Linked DNA regions of Oryzias latipes: region 1 is linked to region 2. The links are chromatin contacts, called in public Hi-C maps. All regions are on one chromosome and are shown on one strand. The core of a region is the stretch at or near the end of the contact, and the rest is flanking DNA. Distances in the headings are between cores, read along the strand shown. Region 1 overlaps fbrsl1 (fibrosin-1-like protein). Region 2 holds the start of fbrsl1 (fibrosin-1-like protein).

Region 1 (5,603 bases), core at 740-3,239, 360 kb before region 2:
AAGGGTTACAGTGCCTAGGATAAGCCTAACTTTGAATGTAATAATTGTGTCGACCTCTTTAATATGAGCTGGGACCTTATTCCATGAAACAAGGGGCTTGGTGGCTAAAGGCTCTACCTCCAACTGTACTTTTAGAAGTTCTTGGAAACACAAGCAGTCCTGCATTTTGTGAGCAAAGTGTTCTGCTTGGTTTGTAATGCACTATGAGATCTTTAATAGGATGGGGTCATACCATTTAACCCTTGTGCTATCTTAGATGACCCCACCCTTACTTTGACGTGTTATTCCTACCATGACAAAGGTGGATAAAGGTGGAAAAATTTCATGTAATCCATAGACACCAGAGAAGATCACAAACCATTGAAGAAAAAAGGTTCAGAGCACTGTCTAGTGGGTCTAGATGACCCAACTCCCAACGTTAAAGTGCCTAGGATAGCACAAGGGTTACGGACATAGCTCCAGTGTTGATTTTTTTGACTACCGTAACTCTTCTACCGTTTTACGCAACGTAATTCCAGAGGATTCTGAAGCAGAGAAAAGCAGCTTTACACCGATAGTCACCTTAATAATGTGCTGCATTACAGCGCAAAGCCGATATGAGAAGCCGCTTTTCACTGAGTCAGAATCAGCGTATTCATCTTGATTGCGTAAACGGTCGAAAAGTTATGTTATACCAAAAAGGGTTAAAAACATCTTAACTGCAGAAAATTTGAAATTGTGTCAATTCCTTGTAGTGGATAAGCACAGATAACATAATGAATGAAAAAATAAACACATATATATAATAAAATAAAAAAAGCATGATTTTTATGGTGGTAGTACTTTTTAATTACATTAAAGGTTAAATACTTTTAGAATCATCATTACATTTAAAAAAGTTTATGTTTTATGGCTTTTACTACACCACGTAATGCTTTATGTCTCATTTTTTGAGTCATAGGTTTTGAATTTTATCATTTCGTACTGTATAAGAAAACCTTCAGCCAGACACAAAGAACTAGGCGTGAATTATTGCCAGTGTCAAAGTGAATAAAGGCTTGTAAGTATACCCACACCATGAAAGGGGATGGTCTAGATCGTGATTTTCATTATGTGCCTTGGAAAAATTTCCATCTTTTCTGGTGCCAGCAGCTCTGAGGCGATCCCAGTGATGAGCCAGGAATGCTCCGCTAACCAAGCTCAGGAGAAAAACGTTTGTGGCAAGATCCGTATTCAAATAAACTTCACTCTTGGCCCGAGCACACAAGCCATGTTGTCACCAGCTGGCAGCAGGTCTCACCGCCCCATCAAATGCTGAGCCACTTTTGATTAACGTCTCTATGGCTAATCACGAGCTTTGGCTGTGCCAAATTGGAGAAGATGCTTATGGCTTGCATTTGCCTTGAACCCCCCCATCCCCTCTTTTATTTACTTATTCAAAGCTTTTAAGAGCCTCTCTACGCTTCACCCAGCCTTCCCTGAGTCTTGTCTGGGGTCCATACAAAGAACAGAGAGGGTGGTATGGCGGCACTGCGCCATGTTGCGGCTGCCTAAATAGAAGGACTACCATTGCCAGATGCACCCAGCTGCATCAATGTTATTCATTTTTTTATGGCTTGTACACATTCGACGGCTAGCGTGGGACTGTGTGGTTCAACTAAAGTCTGGAAAAAAATCCTTAAAATTGAATCAAAGTGGAAAACTTGTTTTGGCGGCTGGCTCTCCTGAACCTCTTCCTTTTCCACCTCCCTTAATTCTCCTCTCCTCATGTCTGACTTTCCTCTGCAAAGCAGTACATTTTTTTCCTCTACTTTGCTTCTTCCCTTTAGGACGGCAATAGCCGAAGTATTTGTCGTATGCTCTAGAGGTGGAAAGACATTACACAGTACTTTGTCACCAGGGTCTGGAATTCACACCATTTACCGCTTTCCATGTCAGCTCCTTAACCAGGGACTGGCCTGGCTTCTGTCAGCTGCCGCTCTGTTGACACTGCAGGCTAAAATAAGATGGCAACATGAAGGATGGATGCTGCTAGCCCTTTTTAGGCGGTCAAAGCAACATGAACTCCACAAAGAGTGCTGTGACAGGGATCCGCTGCCAAAGCTCTTGACTCTGTGCTCTCTGGCTAAATTCACTCCGTGCAGATATAGCTTAGCTGTTCAGAATTGCCCTCGTCAGGGATTGTTAACCCCTGCGGAGAGATAGACTTGAACTCTGAACGGAGCTGTGGCCTCCCAAATCACCAGGCCCAGCAAAGTGCCCAGCAATCCAAATGTGATCATGGCAGGCACCTCCCGCCTCATTACCAATTTCCAATTCAAAATAGCTTTTAAATGGGAACTAATGCATTAGTTCTCTGGAGTGGGAAAAAGTCAGGGGGTCCATATGTAGCAGCTTAGAAATGCTTTCATATATGTTATCAACAGGAGAAAGAGGGAGAGAAAAAGAAAAGGAGCTTGGACTGATCCATTCATTTATTGCCCATCTTATTAGCTTGGCACTGCGTTATTAGCTGCTTTTGTGCTCTGTGAAAGCTCTTTAGGCCGGTTTCACTGCTCGCTGAATCTGGGGTGATCTCTGCGCCAAGTGCTTTTTTGGGGGGCTTTGAGACCATGAAAATTCAATCCCCCAACCCTCAGCACTGAGGTTTCTCACAGATAAATGAAAAGGATTAACAGAACAATAAAACAACATCTTACCTTCCACTGTATCCTATTATTGAGATTCCAGTGTAATAATCAAAGGCAAAAAACTCTTTATTGTGACACACTATTACGTGATTACCATAGTAACAAACATCGCATCATTGTAAAAAAAAAAAAATGAAAAGTTTAAAAGCGTTCAGTCACTGCAAAAAACCCCACAAGGAAAGCTTTGAGATATGAGATATAATGGAGGAGTTGACAAGTGCAGTAGCTCACAAACCTCGGGTTAAATATCTTAGACAATGTGTCAGTTGATTCCCATCTGATGATGGACTGTGTGCTGAAATAAATTGACCTTGCCAGATGATGAGTGAAACTGATGGAGCTTTTTATCTCCGGAGGGCCGTTCCACACTCAGCAGAACAATGGATTGAGCACAAGACAAACCTTTTTGAGTCGGGGGGAAATTTAAAGAGTGTGATTTTTATGCCAAAGCGTTCCCGGTAAATAGCTACAGGAAAAAGGCCTTTATACAGGGGGGTTAAGTGTCTGTTGTTGACTAGATTGTTAGGACCAAAGGCACACAATCCCATAGCGAGGCTGGCCACGGACAGATGCTACCCGCTCAAAGAATATGTGCTTCAATTACCGGGAGTCCAAATTGAAAGTGATAGTGATTTAAGTCTTCCCAATACACATTCTGGCAAACAGTCTTTTCAAGGAGCCAGTTTAGAAACCCTGCTGGAGAGTGTGAGAGACTGGAGCGACATTGATTTTCAATAAAACTCCCTAATGACCTGGCCGTGGTTTGATCCACGCCATCATTAAAGGTTGCTACCATGGGGACGGTATCGGTGAGCCTTACAGCCGGCAGACGAGAAGTTGAAGCGTTATCGGGATGAATTAGCCGTCACTGGACAGGAAGAAGGAAGGAACAGCCAGGAGCTCATCAATAACAGGACGGTGCACCTCAGGACTCCCTCTGCAGCCCACTGCTGGGGGCCTTCCAGTCTCACTCATTAGAAAAACAGATCGGCAATATGTTTAAGGAGGGGAGGTTGATGAACAAAGAGACAAGCTTGTCTATTCCTTACGATAGCCAGGCTAGCAGGTATTGCTCCCCTTAATGAGTCCTGACCGCAGGTCAATACGCTGCTGGGCTGCCAGTCAATACTGGTTACCTGCAACACAAACACTCAAAAGCTGCTTTCATGCGAAATCAATGTTCTATTAGTCCCTTTCTGTATTGCCTTGTCCCAATCCCATTGATCCCTTCTGAAGAGCCCTGTAGCCCATGTATGACAGGCAGCGATCAAATGACCTGATGGCTTACCTACTCGGTCTGTAGAGTCAGTTGCTTTTAAAGACCTACTCCAATGAAAATTGTGTTTGTAACATGTCTTCTTGTTGTAGCATTTTTCTCATAATGGACATATATAAAAAGGATGAAGATTAAAACTGCGCTTCTGAGTATTTCTTCATTCAAATCGTGAATTGGAAGTTTGAAAAAATGCAGTCTAAAAAAAGTTTGAAGTTATGTAAAACCGTCAGTCGGCAGGCTACAAGCTCTCTGCCCTGCTCTGCTCTATTGTGATGCATCTACCTGCAGACAAACAGATCCATGCGCGTCTTCATTTTCCTTGTCTTAGCTGGCTCAAAGCTCATAGGGCTGGAGAGCTCTGATATTTTTGTTGCACCACCAATGTAAGGTTGGGGTTGTGAGGAGTTGTAAGCAAGCGGGAGAGAGTGTAAAAAAAGGGATGATGGGAAAAGAAAGCTCACTCTATCCACTACTCAGAGGCAAATTTCTAATGAACTACTGTTACTCTGCAGAAACTGTCCAAGAAAATGACAGGTTTTTGATTTGGGCTAAAAAGGGCATAATCATAATCAAAAAACCACTGGGAATGCATTTAAATAAATCAAAAGATGGTCGGAGTCTCACTTTAAGGTTTCAATGTAGCAAGGTAATACCAGGTGCTATAGATGCTGAAAAGTAAGGCGAGTCTGTTTGCCTCATTTACTACTTAGAAAATCAAAGGTGGACAAGAAATGTTTGACATTAGGTCCAAACTTTATTCCATACATTTTAAACCATGAATGTTCATTTTCCTTTTTTTCACGCCTAAAACTCTACTTGTTTTGTATACAAGAGTCTAAGAAAAAACAACTGCACAACACCACAAGGTTGACAGAAAAAGTCTTTTTGCCATCCACTTGAAAAGTGTCCTCCTTTTCTGTCCGGAGCGGCTCCAGTTTGTGACTTGGAAGTCTTTTAGTAATACCATCAAAGTTTCATTGGTACATATGAACATGTTCTCCTCCAGTTTTCTCTTTTGCGATCACAACAATGCTTCGTCCAAGTGATTTTTTTTATCAGGGTGTTGAGTGCTGCTTTGCATAGATTGCAGATGATCCATTTAGGCCTAGTAACAACACCCCACCCCCCCAATCCTTCTTGTCGGCCGGCTGGCCGGACTTGTCTGATATTCAACAGGCAACACATTTCATTTGATTTTAGTTTTTTTTCCCCATTTCTTTTCTTTTTTTTTATAAGAAACTGTTAAAAAGACTAACAAATTTACATTGTACTCTTGCAGCAAAGGATATCAACAGGTTATTTACACTGATTTCTCTTTACAGAGACTCAACAAAGACCTCATAATATATATTCCTCTGCATATCTCAAAGGCAAAACAAATGAAATAAAGTTGGTAATGTGGCAATGTACATTGTCATCGTTGAGGATATCCTGGTACCATGAGGTTAAATTACTGACGGCTCAAACCAAAATCAAGTCTTTACGTCATCTTAAGGGATTTGTCTCACGATCAACTCGGATAAATATTGTAAAAGGCGAGACTAAAGCACAAAATACATAAAATTCATAGAAATAATATCTATACATGGAACAAAGATGTACAAACTCATTTTCAAGACCTTTTTCTTTTCGGCACAAGGAAGAAAAAAGGCTTTGGA
Region 2 (5,433 bases), core at 2,631-5,130:
CAGCAAGTAGCTGGCATGCAAGTATCATTTCACATAGAGCCATATCATGGCTCATTTACAAAGCCTAGAAACATAAGCTTCTATACCAAAGGCACTGTTTATTCTTTGTGCTCACTCAACATGAGTTTAGCACTTGAATAAGAAAACTGCTATTGCGAAACAAAAACAAAAAAATGATAATTATTTACTTTGCAACAGAGAAAGACAGCTCCTTTTTATGATTATGATAAAGTATGGACTAAGAAAGCTTTTTGAGAGAACATGCACTGCAGCATGGAACATGGCTGAGGGGCAAGTCGTAAAACCATTGCAGAGGGAAAAAAAGGTTGCAGTCAATAGAACACCCAAAGGTAGCTGAGAAAACATTGCAGCATTGGAGAAAGAAAAAACCCAACATGACTGGATAGGGCTAGGGAACCAACACATTTAGAAGTGATTTGCTAACTTTTCTTTGACAAAAAAGTGAATTTTAAATTGTATATACTTATATAACGCTTTTCTACCTTGCTTTGGTGCCCAAAATGGCTTTACAGTTACAGTTCCATTAACCCACACATTCACACACCGATGGTGACTCTGCTGTCTTACACTGGCACAAAAAGGGATTCCACAATTCTTGGTTTCCAACCAAACCATTTGTTACATCATTTAACCGAATCATAGTAAAAAGTTAATTGTTGTAAATCTACTACATACTAGTATGTTTACATTTAACGTGACAAACATGTGTAATACGTTGCATCACATTAGGCTTGGTCAAAGCCAACTGAAAGGTTTTTCTTCATTGTAACTTGCTTATTAACCCATGTATCAATATGTATCAAAATATGTATCAAACCGATACAGAACCGTGACCCAAAAATCAAGGTTTGAACCCAATTGTGAGGAAGGTAAATCATTGCATCCCTGGCATCAACCTGTAACCAACCTGTAAGCAATGTGGGGTTCGGTGTCTTGCCAAAGGACACTTCAACAAGGTGAAAGCTCAGATCAGAGGGTCAACCGCTCTACATTTGTAGCACCACCGCCCCCCCCCCCCCCCCCACACACACACCAATTAGGCTGTGGTGGTGCTTACTTCCTAAAGTTTGAATCTTCCGCTCCTCTTCTTCTTCAAAAGGGCTTTGTTCAAAAGCAGTCCAATCCTTAAAGGCCCACTTGGATGAAAATTGTGTTTTCGATGTTTTTAACATGTTGTGCCATTTTTCTGATGATGAAGAACATATTTAAGGAAAATTATGCTTAAAATTGCATTTCTGAGTATTACTTTATAGAAATCATGGTGAAATAGGAGCAGATGGAAAAATACCACTGGAAAAAGCTTGTGAGAGAGAGGTAAATTTCTGATGAACTCAGAAATTATGTCCTATAAAGCAACAAAGATTTATTTATTTTTTTTGGCTAAAAACGGCCACACCATGAATAAAAAAACTACTGGGAATGCTTTTACAACAGACCAAAAACTGATCGGAGTGGGACTTTAACACAGACTGTGACACAACAAATGCATCTTTTTACGTGAGTGAATCTACCACTGACAGCTTCTTAAAAATTTCAAGCAGCAGGTTTGGCATTTCACAGGGAGTCTAACTAAGTACTGAGTAGGAGGCAGGAGTTAATCATGACAGGTTATTACCATGACTAAGCCTACAGGTTGTGGCCATAATGTTGGCATGAGGTGTGGGATGAATCTACAAGTCTCCAGCAGACCACCTGTGGTTTGTTCCTCAATAGCCTTTGCAGCTCATGAATAAAGGGGAGAGAAGAATCCAGCTTTGATTTTTCATCTGGAATATACTGAGATGAACAATAAAGATAAATAAAGAGGGTGGGCCCTCTTGTCTCTGCCTGAAATCATTAGTGGTGCAACGATTAACTAACTTAATCAATGTATATTCGTTTGATGCAAACAGATCGATCTGTATGAGGCAAGTTGTTAATCGAATTGACCTATCCCATTATAAAATCCAATCACTTGATTATATCAATATAGGAAAATACCATTTGGATTGAGGCACGTTATGTTTATTTTACTTCAACATAAAAACAACCAAGTGCATGAAAGCAGACGACACACATCATGGCAGCAAGAAACGATTAAGCCATCATTCCAGTCCAATGTGTGGAAACACTTTAAATTTTGCAGACATGTGACTGTACAGTGTGGTGGAATGTTCTAATAATGCTCCCTTTGGATTATTTTGATGTGGAAAAACAACAGTGGGCTGAACTTTAGGAATGGGATTTGGGAAAACTTTACCTGCACTGTTCAGTCAGTACCCAGGCATTTATCTCTGAGTCACCCTGGTTAAAAAGATTTCCTGGATCGATTTTAGGTCAGTGAATCGGATCAAATCGAATTGGTCAAAATGAACCAATATTGACCACGAATTGTATCGCCAACCAAAAATTATGATATGAATCGAATTGTTGTTAAAATGAATTTTACAGCCCTACATCCAACACAAACTAAGAAATGAAGGAATCAGAGGACACTTCAGCAGATGAGAGGATGTCAGAAGATGAAGTCAGCTTTTCCTCCTCAACTTTAGCTGTATGCAGTTAGACAGAGAACTTGTGAGAAGACACATGAACCTGCAAAGACAGCTCTGACTGATAACACTCAATGGGGCTCAACCTGTGACATCAGAGGAGCACACACTGTGATTTCATAAAAAACAAATACATAAAAAGTTGAGCATTGGAGAAGCTGCTCTCCCACGTCCTACCTCCAGAAGGTCCAGGCTGATGAAGCTGGCAATAGCAAATCCATCAATGATGTCCTCCTCCTGCGAGCTGGACTCCCGTCTCTTCCGCCGGGGGCCACGCGGGGCTCTGGCTGCTGCCGCGGGGTGCGGTGCCGCCTTTTTACCGGGCAGGGAGGCGGCGTCCCTCCCTGGACTGCGTCCCTCCCTGTCGGAGCAGGAGGAGTTGGGTTCGGAGCTGCGGGCGTCTCTGCTCCCTGCTTCCCGCAACCTCCGCACCCGCTCCCGTTTGGTGCGGCACCTCCGAGCCTGCTGCAATTTCCCATCCATGTGTGAAAAGCTTAAATAATAATAATTAAAAATAAAATAGAGGAGGAGGGGGAAACTCCTCAGTACGTGCACGCCTTTACGCTCGCTCAAGCCCGCAATAACAAATGCCCCACACCGGACTGAGAATAGTCGGCGATCGCTCCGGGAGAGTGGAAATATGGCCTTTAAACACTCAATGACACCTCCACGATCTCCATTTCCACGATTAGGAATGTCCAAGTATCCCACCGCGGGCGCTGCAGGCGGATCCGCGCGTGTAATTCCGTCACGAATCAGTAGTGGTGGTCGACGTCCGCCAAAAAAATAAATAAATAAAAAAAGCAGGTGCAATAATAATGAAACGGCTCAGAAATCCACGCGTTCCACGCGCCTCGCAACTTTTGCCGCGGTGGAATAGCAGGGGGAGCCCAAGCACGCAGCGTGCCGCAGAGAAATCATGTCGCTGGCCGCTGTTGTTTTCCACCTCCCCGATCCATGATCCCGGGCTGTCAAATGAACGATCCGAGGATCGTGGGGGGCGACTAAATTATAGTAAGAACCTCCACGCGCGACGTCCAAGTGTCGATTCCAAATCAGAGACTACTTCAGCCCTTATTCCTGTTTGGATCCCCGGTCTGGGAGCGCAAGATCCCCTAAATGAGCCAACCATCCAGCGCGTAATCAAACTCCAGCGGGCGCCGACGCGCTCCTCCGGCTCAGATCATGTTGACTTCCCTGTAAAATCCACTCCGCTCCGTCTCCCGGCTGCTCAGCTGCTCCTGGTATTCTCAATTCGCATAATAAGTCTTTGATAAGTGTCCTTAAAGCGACAGGAGTGATTCAAATCTGCTCTCCCCCCCTCCACCACCCACCCCTCCTCTCATTCCTTTCATCCGAAATTAAGAGACGCAGTCAAGCTTCAGAGAAACCCACAGATCTGACGTACTTCCGTCACCTCCGGCCTACAAATTTACCATCGGAAGGAAACTAGTGTTTAAAAAAAGAACGACAAGAAGGGAAAACAACACACTCCCCCTTTGCGTGCGCACCATTGTGCGCGCGCACGTGTGTGTATTTTTTTTTATCTCCTTTATTTTTGCGCCTGCTTGTCGCGGCACGTGCACTCTGTGCTGTCACTTTGTAGAAAAAGCAGGACGCGCAAAAACATCAATCACGCTCCTGCAGCTCCATCCATCCCATACCCCCCCCCCCCTCAGTCTTGAATTCATCCTCACACAAACACACAGCTGCATTTCATTGTCACATAAAGGTCAACATCTCGTGAGCTGCGACATAAATATAGGAGATACAGGTGCCTGAAAATGTGCCTGCAGCTTCCAGGGGCCGTATCTGTATCTGTGGGGTCCAGTGGATCTTACTGAGGGGTCCCTGAGAGACTCTGAGGGGACAGGAGTTGATATAATAAATATAAATCTGTTGAATTATGAGCCAATTTCACTTTGTATCTTTCCTGCATGCATATATATATATATATATATATATATATATATATATATATATATATATATATATATATAAATAAATATAATAGTCAAATCCCTTTGAGGTACGTGTTATGGGACATTCCTGACTGGCTGTTGGTGTTTGAGTATTGAAGAGGAATCAAAGCAGAATGATGCTTTTGAACTGGACTGTTGTAAAAAGTGGATTTCGCTGTGGGGAGAAAATTCAAGTAACCTTTTCTGTTGGTAGAAATTTCCATGGCAAATAACTTCCAATTAAAAAGTGAGTAAATGTCATCATCCAATCAGTGATGTCCCATACCTTTTCTGGTTTCTTAGTTTGTTTTATTCTTTAACGTTACATTTAGATTTTTGGATATTACTTTTCCAAAATGTTTCTTTTTTTTATTATTTTTGTTTTTTTGTTTTATTTGTTTTGTTTTGATTTTGAAAATGTAATGTGTTTCTTTCTTATTTGTGTGTTTTAAAATTGTTGTTGGGATCTTAACACTGTTTTTGCATTAAGTAATTTTGTTGATGCGATTTGCACTTCAGGGCCACCATTACTTTGGCCCCTTCAAACTGACAACACTTTGAGTACACTATCCTCACAGTGAAGCACAGCTGCGGCAGCATCATGGTTTGGGTACATAATTTGTCTCTGGTAAGTTTTTTTTTTAAGAATATCAATTGATACCTAAATTAAAAAAAAATCTCTTATGTTTTTGCTTTGAAGTAGATGCTAAATTAAAGGTAATTTTGGAAACAAGTTTGTTTGATGTAAATTTGGCTCAGTAGGTGTCAATGGGTAAAAGGAAAACAGTTTTAGCATTCCAGAAAATCAAGAGCCATCTTTCAGGACGATATCGGTTATGATGGAAAAACCTGAACAAGAGACTTAGATTGTTTATGTGTTTTTAGCTTTCACTGTGTGTTGTGCCCCAAAAACTCCAGTT

Evidence for each region. Hi-C and Micro-C count contacts between places; a contact is called where the count stands out from the background.
Region 1: a Hi-C map of embryo shows a contact between it and region 2, with 3 times the contacts expected there. The contact joins the enhancer-like site here to the promoter of fbrsl1 in region 2. A contact is called at or near these places in 2 of 5 Hi-C or Micro-C datasets (both in embryo).

The regions. Positions count from the first base shown.
Region 1 is chr9:23,106,212-23,111,814 of ASM223467v1, reverse strand. fbrsl1 (fibrosin-1-like protein) reads right to left here. Exons shown (of 20, transcript XM_023958685.1): 20 at 4,678-5,603. Among protein-coding and RNA genes, the nearest start is that of chfr, 14 kb to the left of the region's middle. Within about 2 kb of position 1,989, at least 3 of the 8 cell types and tissues checked have an H3K27ac peak or open chromatin away from gene starts, as enhancers often do. A contact at or near this core is called in embryo, where this site is marked.
Region 2 is chr9:22,747,519-22,752,951 of ASM223467v1, reverse strand. It overlaps fbrsl1 (fibrosin-1-like protein), which reads right to left and starts at 3,880. Exons shown (of 20, transcript XM_023958685.1): 1 at 2,730-3,880. The coding sequence starts at 3,035.